Linked DNA regions of Salmo salar: region 2 is linked to region 1. A link is a contact called in public Hi-C data. All regions are on one chromosome and are shown on one strand. The core of a region is the stretch at or near the end of the contact, and the rest is flanking DNA. Distances in the headings are between cores, read along the strand shown.

Region 1 (5,523 bases), core at 1,986-4,485:
AATTTGTTTACTGTAAAATGGCATTGTATCTGGTCCAAAAAAAAAATCCAGAAGTTTACTAAGGGTTGGTAACAGGCTGATTGGTTGGCTAATTGAGCCAGTAAAGGGGGCTTTACTGTTCTTGGGTAGAGGAATGACTTTAGCTTCCCTCAAGGCCTGAGGGCACACGCTCTCGAGTAGTCTTAAATTGAAGATGTGGCAAATAGGAGTGGCAATATCATCTGCTACTATCCTCAGTAACTTTCCATCCTTTTTCGTGGCACCTGTAATTCTGGTACACCAGAATAACAACATTTCTAATGACACGCTCCATTTGCCTTGCAGCATTGCAGAGGCAGATGCCGTGCGTTCGGTGTGGTACATACCTTGGATTTATCGAACATATGCGTCAAACTGTATGCGTAGATGGCTTGACAGAAATGGTAGCAGAAGGTGAATGCTGAACTTTTGTTGCATACATATCCAGATGATGCTGCATACTATTTTGAGCAACTACGCTTTCGGTGTGATCAAAGCGTAAACGTAAATCAGACAGGGACCTAAAAATTCCAAAACTGCAGCTAGTTGTTGGAACACATTTCCCTACTTCAGTCAACCAGTCTAATTTGAATGTGATAAAACTCATTTGGCAAGGAATGTAGCTTGTGTGTCCCATCAGTTAGATATGTTTTAAATAGGCATTTATTTCAAAGTGCAGGAGCTTGTGTGCGCACTCAGCCACGAAGAACTGTTTGATGCTTGGCTTTTTTGTTGCGCCCTGCAAATGCACATGGGCAAATGGAACACTAGAGTCAAAGCAAATTAACGTTGTCTTCAAGACAATTTTGGTCAAATAGTTTTACAGTATATATATAAAAAAAAATTAATATATGGTTAAAGATTGAGTTGATGTCAGTTCGAGTACTCGATTAATCATGCCCATCTAGAGGCGCAACTACGCGAGACTTCCGAGAATGCTTGCTAAGCAGACCAGCCCGGGGTTTGAGAAGTTAATGAGACCTGAAATTCTTCCTTCGTTAATTTTCTCAAACTCAAAGGCACAACCTAGATTCGAACTAGAGGTCGACCGATTATGATTTTTCAACACCGATACTTGGAGGACCAAAAAAGGCCAATATATATATAAAAAAATAATTACGGCCGATTAATCTGCATATATATGTATGTAAATGACAATTACAACAATACTGAATTAACAATGAACACTTGTTTTAACTTAAATAAAATCTATTTAGTCTCAAATAAATAATGAAACATGCTCAATTTGGTTTAAATAATGCAAAAATACAGAGTTGAAGAAGAAAGTAAAAGTGCAATATGTGCCATGTAAAAAAGCAAACTTTTAAGTTCCTTGCTCAAAACATGAGATCATATGAAAGCTGGTGGTTCAATATTCCCAGTTCTTCAATATTCCCAGTTAAGAAGTTTTAGGTTTGCGTTATTATAGGAATTATGACGCATCGACTATTTCTCTCTATACCATTTGTATTTCATATACCTTTGACTATTGGATGTTCTAATAGGCACTTTAGTATTGCCAGCCTAATCTCAGGAGTTGATAGGCTTGAAGTCATAAACACTGTGTGAATCAAGCATTGCTAAGAGCTGCTGGCAAACGCAGTAAAGTTTGAATGAATGCTTACAAGCGTGCTGCCGCCTACCCCCGCTCAGTCAGACTGCTCTACGAAATATCAAATCATAGACTTAATTATAATAAACAGAGAAATACGAGCCTTTGGTCATTAATATGGTCAAATCCGGATCAACAGCATCAATGTAACAGTATAGCTTCCGTCCCTCTCCTCGCCCCTACCTGGGCGAGAACCAGAGACCCTCTGCACACATCAACAACTGACACCCACGAAGCTTCGTTACCCATCGCGCCACAAAAGCCACGGCCCTTGCAGAGCAAGGGGAACAACTACTTCAAGGTCTCAGAACGAGTGACGTCACCCATTGAAACACTATTAGCGCGCACCACCGCTAACTAGCTAGCCATTTCACATCGTTACATGAAGATTGATTGATTTTTATAAGTTTAATGCTAGTCAGCAACTTACTTTGGCTCCTTGCTGCACTCTCGTAACAGGTGTTCAGTCTGCCACGCAGTTTCCTCATGGAATGCAATCGGCCATAATCGGCGCCCAAAAATGCCGATTACTGATTGGCCCTAATTAATCGGCCATGCTGATTAATCAGTCGACCTCTAATTCGAACCAATGTCTTTTAAGTAGTTTAACATGTTATTACTTCAAAAAGTTACACGTTTGTCAAAAACTTTATATCAAAGGAATGCTCATAAATTAAACCACCCCCTGGCCAGTTGGGGAACCCTGCTGTATCGTCTTTTGGTAAAACCATCAGTAAACAGCAGTTTATTTGACAGGCACGTTATCTAGCTAGCCTACGAAGAAGCTATTCATTGCCAACTAGTTAGCTAGTTACTTGAATCAGACTGACCTTTGAGAGTGCTTCTCTCGAGGAGAATGGTGTGTGTGAATTTGGGGTCTGAGAGAAACTTAATCTACTCTATGGATCTCTTCTCTTCTACAGCGGTTTCCAAGGAGGTCGGAGCCTCGCCGCCATCTTCCAGGAACAGGGGGACAAGTTTATGAATATGCTTCTGCAGCACCGCGGCATCAGCAACCGTTTGGACGGCAGCTGACACCTCCATGGTGACGGAGCTATCGTCGCCCACGCTACTGTTGGACATTTTCCGAATGACGAACAACGATGGCCGTAGACTCAACAGTGAACAAACTAGACGTCTAGACAAAGCACATCCACGGGTGACGTGTATGTGGGACTCTAATCAATGCAGCCGATTTCGTCAACTGGCAGCTACTCCTTCAAACGTATTCATACAGTGCATGCTGGTACTTGTAGTACCGGAGGACGAACTTGAAGAGATAAGTCCACGGCTATGTCCCATAAGAGTACTACGCTGCCCACAATGCAATTTAGACGGGGAAATGGGAGTTGGCTGATGGGAAAGGTTAGATTCTGCAAATCTGTTTCATTCTGCACATTTTCTAATCGACTAAACATTTGATCGCAAGACAGTTTTCTGTTCCCAAAACTAAAATATGTTACGAACAGTATACTACACTTTGTCGAAGTTTCCAAAAAGTGCGTTGTTTAGGAGTGCAAAGGCAAATTGAGTTATTGCACATACACATTCCTGAGTAGGCGTTCCCTAACAGAAATATGCAAATAATGCTACAACGCGCAATAGGATCTCGCTAGCACGTCCTTGGCTTTGCCCACTATGACACTTTTTTTTTCGTTTGAAACGACAGGCTGTGGTTTAGTTAGAAAAACTCTTTGGTTAAACACTCGTTTCACCGCACGTCGATAATGAAGTTACTTTTTCGTAACAGCAGGTTAGAAGTTACGCAGCAGGTTAAGAGACTAATATTACGGTTAGGTAAAGTGTTAGGGTTAGCGAAAATGCTCTCCTAACCTGCTACGAAAATCACTTTGTGTCGAAGTTGGTAAATATTTTGGTGCTTTCAAGACAACTGGGAACTCAAAAGAAAAACTAGGTCAAATCATGACTTCAGTGATCTTCAGGTCAGAAAGTCGGAGCTTTAGAAAGATGCTTGAGTTTCCAACTTGTGATTCCAAGTTGGATAACCGTTCCAAAAAATGTCCCAGTCAGAATTATTATTTTATTTTTCGTTTTGTTGTCTTGAAAACATTGAAGTCGGAAGTCTGAGATTTCTGAGATCTCAGTTGTTTTGAATGCGGCATATATCCCCATAATGCAAGCACTTTGGAAGGCAGTGATCAACGATGGCCACCGACTTGACAAAAGTGATCCACTTGAACGAGCACATTGTGATGTGTGAGGTACTCTCTCACTAATTGATTGTACAATATACACACATATGATTTCAGTTTGTGAGTGTGTGATATGTTTGTAAATAATGGCAACACTGCCATGTTGATCTGAGCCTTACTATTGGAAAACCACATTAGTTTCCGACTTTCGGCTGTTGCAGATACACCTCCTCCGCCTTCACTCCTCAACTTTCGCCTAGAGTCGTTTGCTTTAGCCTTACCACCCAAACGCTTAGAAATCAAAGCACTTTATGTATCAAGTCCCCTGAATTTGAAGGTGTCAAATTCACTTACACGTTGTATTAAATTAGTCAAAAGTGTAGTATTTGGTCCCATATTCCTAGCATGTAGTGACTACATCAAGCTTGTGGCTCAACAAACTTGTTGGATGCATTTGCAGTTTGGTTTGGTTGTGTTTGAATCACTACTTGACTTGGACTGAAATAGATTCCAGTACTCATTTTGGTTGCCGGTACTGTTGTTACAGTATGTAGGTGCAGGAACTCCACAATACATTTGAGTTAATATTCTATAAGAGGAACAGGAGCTCAAGCAGTAGAACATTAGGTGCCGGTACTCAGCTCCGGTGAGCTCCTGCCCAAGTCAAGCACTGGTTTGAATGAATTGTGAATAATGATGAGTGAGAAAGTTATAGCAACAAAGAACATACACCCAAAAACATGCTAATTTTTCACCTTTACCAAAAACAAGGGAGGTTAGGGGGTGTTACGTACACCTCTAGGAAGAGGGAACGCAACACCCTGCTACAACTCAACTCCCCGTGGAGTGAAAAGACGTATGGGACTGTAGGTGCGAGTAAGGATGACAAAGGCAGAGAATTTACCATTTACTGGGAATTTATTTATTTCTTCACACGGTAAATTTTGGGGAAAAGGGGCTGAACGGAAGCAAAGAAAGTACATTTCAAAGCCCCCTCTCCTACCTTACCTGCCTACCCACTACTTACCTAACCTTTTAGCACCACCTGGTGCGCTAACCAACATACAAGGGGGTGGTCCGCCCAGGTCTTACCTAGTGTGCATTGACAGTAAATACTGCGGGTTATTTATGCCATCCTGAATCACATACAAACACATACAAACAAAACCACAACACAGAAACTGGGGAACGTAACAGGGGGTATGATATTTATGCCTCTAACCTTCTCACTCATCATAGTTCAACATTCAATAATGATTATCTATAATCATGGTAGCATCCATACTAATGTAGTGTTCAGAAACATATTATATTGTTATTTAATATAAAAGGGACTCCAAAATACATTATTTACCATTCATTTATACTGGGCACAACATAACCCGAAACACAACCTCAACAAACTGCAAATGTGTCCAACAAATCTGTAATTTAGCTTAAGTAATTTAAAAAAATGTTTAAAAAAAAAGTAAGCTTGAATGACACAGAGGCAGTGTTGTTACAGCTAATGCCTGTTTGCCTGAGGCTGATGCCGCGCAGGTGTTGGTACACATGCATATACACACACTCATTCAAGTGTGCATACACACTCATTAAAATGCATACACGTGCACATACACGGACACACACAAGTAAATAGTGCCATACATGCACATATTCAGTTGGCCTTGCTGTTATTTTTGTTGTCCTTGATGTATGGTTGTCCACGATATAATGGCGCCGGAGGGATGGCTGACGTTT
Region 2 (5,790 bases), core at 2,626-5,125, 89 kb before region 1:
AACAGAGTAGAAGCAGCGTATGTAAAGTGTGTGTGGCGTCAATGTGTGTGTGTGTGTTGGAGTGTCAGTGTAGTATGTGAGTGTGTGGGTAGAATCTAGTGAATATAGCTTGGGGGTATAGGCTGTTCAAGTGCCTTCTGGTCAGAGACTTGTCGCTCCGGTACCGCTTGCAATGCGGTAGCAGAGAGAACAGTCTATGACTTGGGTGGCTGGAGTCTGACAATTTTTTGAGCCTTCCTCTGACACCGCCTGGTATAGAAGTCCTGGATAGCAGGGAGTTCAGCCCCAGTGATGTACTGAGTTGTACGCACTACCCTCTGTAGTGCTTTGAAGCCACCGGACGGCGATATTGGCACTCCCTAGAAGGAGCAGTCCTCCATAGTAATGAATGGAATTCTACAGTATTTCAATTCAGTTTTAAGGAGATAATTACACATATTCAAGTATTTTTTGTTGTTGTAGTGGGGATATTAGCATAACTTTAAGGAAAATGTTAGATATTTTCTCATGTTTATTTTTATGTTTAGCTGACATAACACAATTTAAAAAGTAAGCATGAAGGTGTCTCATAGAATGCATGTGACAAAAACAAAATGTAGACATTAATAAATGCATTTCTATAGCTTCAAAAACATTTTGTAATGGTGGGGAAATGCCAAGATGGAGGCGTGGTGGTTTCAAAACAGTTCCCCTTGTCAGATTATACACACCCAACCAGTCAAAAGTTCAGACACACCTACTCTTTCAAGGGTTATTCTCTATTTGTACTATTTTCTACATTGTAAAATAATAGTGAAGACATCAAAACTATGAAATAACACATATGGAATCATGTAGTGAGCACAAAAGTGTTAAACAAGTCAAAATATATTTTATATTTGAGATTCTTCAAAGTAGCCACCCTTTGCCTTGGCAGCTTTGCACACTCTTGGAATTCTCTCAACCAACTTCATGAGGAATGCTTTTCCAACATTCTTGAAGGAGTTCCCACATATGCTGAGCACTTGTTGGCTGCTTTTCCTTCACTCCGCGGTCCAACTCATCCCAAACCATCTCAATTGGGTTGAGATCGGGTGATTGTGGAGGCCAGGTCATCTGATGCAGCACTCCATCACTCTCCTTTTTGGTCAAATAGCCCTTACACAGCCTGGTGGTGTGTTGGGTCATTGTCCTGTTGAAAAACAAATGATAGTGCCACTAAGCCCTAACCAGATGGATGGTGTATCGGTGCAGAATGCTGTGGTAGCCATGTTGGTTAAGTGTGACTTGAACTCTAAATCACAGACAGTGTCACCAGCAAAGCACCCCCCACCATCACACCACCCCCTCCATGCTTCACGGTGAGACCCACACATGTGGAGATCATCCGTTCACCTACTCTGCACCTCACAAAAGACACGGCAGTTGGCACCAAAAATCTCCAATTTGGACTTAGACCAAAGGACAGATTTCCACCCGTCTAATGTGCATTTCTCGTGTTTCTTGGCCCAAGCAAGTCTCTTCTTCTTTTGTGTGTCCTTTAGTAGTGGTTTCTTTGCAGCAATTCAACCATGAAGGCTTGATTCATGCAGTCTCCTCTGAACAGTTGATGTTGAGATGCGTCTGTTACTTGAACTCTGTGAAGCATTTATTTGGGCTGCAATCTGAGGTGCAGTTAATAAATGAATTTATCCTCTGCAGCAGAGGTAACTCTGGGTCTCCTTTTCTGTGGCGGTCCTCATGAGAATCAGTTCCATCATAGCGCTTGATGGTTTTTGGGACTGCACTTTCAAAGTTCTTGAAATTTTCCGGATTGACTGACCATGTTTTAAAGTAATGATGGACTGTCATTTCTCTTTGCTTATTTGAGATGTTCTTGCCATAATATGGACTTGGTCTTTTACCAAATATGGCTATCTTCTGTATACCACCCCTACCTTGTCACAACACAACTGATTGGCTCAAACGCATTAATGAAAGAAATTCCACAAATTAACTTAACAAGGCACACCTGTTAATTGAAATGCATTCCAGGTAACTACCTCATGAAGCTGGTTGAGAGAATGCCAAGAGTGTGCAAAACTGTCATCAAGGCAAAGGGTGGATACTTTGAAGAATCTCTAATATATTATGATTTGTTTAACACTTTTTTGGTTACTACATGATTCCATATGTGTTATTTCATAGTTTTGATGTCTTCAATATTATTCTTCAATGTATAAAACAGTAAAAATAAAGAAAAACCCTTGAAAGGGTAGGTGTCCAAACTTTTGACTGGTACTGTATAATAAATAAATATATATATATTGAATACAATACTCAGTTCACTAAACATCTTGTGACAAATCCCTCAACATTTCACCAAATTCATCTGCAAATATTTACATATTTTCCCAATCTTTTGCCTGCATTGGCCCCATGATTCATCCTAATCCACTCTCCCCCCATGATTCATTCATCCTACCCCACTATCTGCCTCCAGGGGCTGTCTTACCTCTCCAGGCTGATGAGGGGCTCTGGGGGCCTGGCGTTCTCCACAGGGTACCTCTCCCTCACTGCTATCTTCACATCTTCCTCTCCCTCTGCTGTGCGAAAGCGCAGCAGGTTCAGAATGGTGTACTCGTGGTCCGCCAGGATAATGTTACCCTTCACATACACAGGGGGTGCACATTACACTGCATTCAACATGACAATCATAAAGAGAACAGCATGGATTATCTAATATCATTGCTAAATATGAAACGAGTACTGTATTCTACAGTTGAGGAGTATAATGAAAACGTCAGACTCGGAGAGAGGAAAAAGGGAATGCTCATTTCTCACCCTGTCATAGAGTTCCACTATCAGATGGTAAGCAGCCTCATCTGAGCCAAACTGGATGTCAACAATCCTGTCAACCCCAAGCTGCTTCACCTGTGTTAGTCGTCTTGACTTGAGATGCTTTCGACACTGTGGGGAAGAGTGATCATGCAGTGAGTTACCAAGACATCCATCATTGCTTGACAAGAGAATGGACAACTGAAAAAACAACGTATCCTCACTTTCATGGCAAAGCCAGAGGGCATCATATTTTTGGGCCATTCAAAGTCTGTAGAATGAATGCGGAGTCCAGATTCAACCAGTAGAATAGATTTGGTGTCAGGCCTGAAAACAAACAAAAACGTTTTCAATTCTAACCTTGAACACCAGTCACCCCTAGGACTACGTGTACATGACAAGTTCTGTAAACAAACATAACATCATGGCAACAACATGGATGGTTTCTGTAGCTTGGTACTACTGACAGGTAGCAGATATTACTTACTTTTGCAACCGGATGAGATAGGTCTTGGTGTCGATGTCATACACGTTGTTTACGCGCATACCAAGGTAACTGTGATAACATAAGTTGAGTTAGTGTCACGATGACATTATTCATAAGTCCCAATCATATTTTGTTAGCTAGCTATCCATTTAGCTAGATATCTGTGTAGTTAACGTCTGTCAAGTTTAGAGAATGCCCGTGTACCTAAACCCATTGTTGACAGTAGTTATTTAGTTAGCTAGTTATTCAATGGCCGTGTTCGAGAGCGTGAAAACCGTGATGTTTCGTGGGTAAATTGTGACTGATCTTGCTACAAATAATAAGAGTCGTTATTTAAGACGCAAGGTGATTTGAAGATCAGTCAGTCGCCTGAAATGTCGAACAAGCCAAATCTCTGTTTTAACTTCGACATTTGCTAGAGTAACTAGCTAACGTTAGCTAGCTAGCCAACATTAGCACGTTTCATGATGCATGAACCAGACTAACTTACTTAGCATTTATCTCAGCAATTACCGCCCTGATATCCACGGTATTGAATCTTGTTTTCATGGTGAAAATTAGTGGTTTGTATTCGTTGTCCGAAACATTTACACTGCAGACAAGAAGAGCAGCACACAGCAACGAAACACGCTGGCTTCTACAGCACGCATGCGCGGTCTAGAGTTGTACGGAATCCTGTTTGAATCAAAAATACCACGCGAGCGTGGACTCTCGCGCACACAAACACACACTTGTGCACGTGCATGCGCAGACATTTGACGAAAATTATTTACATTACGCAATGATGAATTTTGTTGGTTGATGCTGCCAGGTGATGGTCACCCGCTGATACCTGGGAGTGTTTCAAGATACAAATTAACGGTAGATTTGGGGCATTGTTGTACTAAATGCGTTCTCTTCGTCAGCTATCGTATAATTATGTATTACACAAATTGGCTTGTTGGTGTGAAAAATAGAGCATGCATTCGCAAAGCAAACAAAACGCATAGTATCGACTGGAAAAGCTTCATGGACATATATAACAATACAACGTTGTACAATCGAAATAGATCTGAGCTCATTTTAAGCAAGCTTCTTTGGAAAAAAGGTGAGATCAATACTTCGCAAAATGGCATTCAAACGAACAACATGTTTACATGAACATGCTCCATGTTATAGGAAATATATGTTTTGTTCATTTGTGCATTTTTTTGGTAAACTATGTTGCATTTGGCTCCATCTCTCTGCTCGAGCGACTGATGGGCGCAGACCTTTTGTAATAGAGCAAAAACACAATTGTTATTCTATTTGCAGAATAAAGGCATTTGGACGACCATAACAGTAAAAGTGTGCATACATCATTGAGTGTGAGTCCAATGTCAGAAATAGATAGCCAGCCACTGTAACGAGACAAGTTTCTTGTTTCAAATCATCCACCTTTTAGGTCAAGAGTTGAGGGTGAGGCGTGCCTGGTTACCAAGGTGACGGCCCAGCTAACATGGCTAGCTAGTAGTAGAGATTAGAAATGTCTTCATTAGCATCGGCTAGAGACCAGCAAGGCGTATTTTCCCCCAAGCCTTTCAATCTTGGAGTTAGTTAGCTAAAATGCATGCCACAACACCACAGATAGAACAATGAGATTAGTTATACAAATCTTTGACAACCATGTGTCATGAAAATATCGCAATGTGTTATTTAAATATAGGACTAACGTTAGCTAGTAACGTTATGGATAATTTACTTCTATGCAGTGTACATTTTGAAGAATGGATAGTAAGTTGATCGAATTGTTTCCCTGTACTAACGGTACTAGTAGTTAACGTTAGCAAACTAGTACAGTACGCTAGCGTTTGCTAGATACAGCTACTGTAGATAGCTACATGTTTTTTCTCAACTCCTTTGTTGTTATGCAGATTACAAGATAATCAAGAAAATTGGAGAGGGGACATTTTCAGAAGTGGTGAAGGCTCAAAGCCTGAAAGATGGGAAATATTATGCTTGTAAAACGATGAAGCAGTCACTCAGCAGGTAATTATCATGTGTGTTGCACATAAGTATATAATGGTTCTGCCTGCTGCTTGCCTTCAGGTGCACGGCATCCTCTTTGTACGTGGACCCTTGCCTTGAAACTCGAGCCAGCAGCATGACACCCCTACCCATCCTACTGGGTGTCAACCATTGATGTGTATATTGGTTTCAACATACCCTGACCAAGTGAGGTCAGCGAGGGACAACGTGGCTTTAAGTTTTGTGGCAAGAATTTTTAAGCCTGCATCTTTGAAAATGTGTCATGAGACATGTTTTTCTAGAATAGAAAGATAAAGTTATACATAATAAATGTGTTTTGTTTTTTGTTGCTCAGCCTGGAACAGGCCAACAACCTGCGAGAAGTCCAGGCCATGAAGAAACTGAACCCTCACCCCAACATCATTCAGCTGCATGAATTGATATTGTGAGTACAATGCTTGTCACAGTCGTTTTTATTGTATGTGTGAAGCCTGAACTGAATTATAACATGATAATTTTGT

Evidence for each region. Hi-C and Micro-C count contacts between places; a contact is called where the count stands out from the background.
Region 2: a Hi-C map of muscle shows a contact between it and region 1, with 1.8 times the contacts expected there. The contact joins the promoter of nemf here to the enhancer-like site in region 1. A contact is called at or near these places in 2 of 3 Hi-C or Micro-C datasets (gill and muscle).

The regions. Positions count from the first base shown.
Region 1 is chrssa09:236,108-241,630 of Ssal_v3.1, reverse strand. It overlaps the pseudogene LOC106610585. Among protein-coding and RNA genes, the nearest start is that of LOC123724178, 14 kb to the left of the region's middle. Within about 2 kb of position 3,235, at least 13 of the 13 cell types and tissues checked have an H3K27ac peak or open chromatin away from gene starts, as enhancers often do. A contact at or near this core is called in gill and muscle, where this site is marked.
Region 2 is chrssa09:325,485-331,274 of Ssal_v3.1, reverse strand. It overlaps nemf (nuclear export mediator factor), which reads right to left and starts at 3,875. Exons shown (of 32, transcript NM_001173635.1): 1 at 3,774-3,875; 2 at 3,284-3,352; 3 at 3,021-3,123; 4 at 2,803-2,928; 5 at 2,474-2,625. The coding sequence starts at 3,832. It overlaps LOC106610632 (MAPK/MAK/MRK overlapping kinase), which reads left to right and starts at 3,958. Exons shown (of 12, transcript XM_014210061.2): 1 at 3,958-4,370; 2 at 5,176-5,290; 3 at 5,625-5,714. The coding sequence starts at 4,085.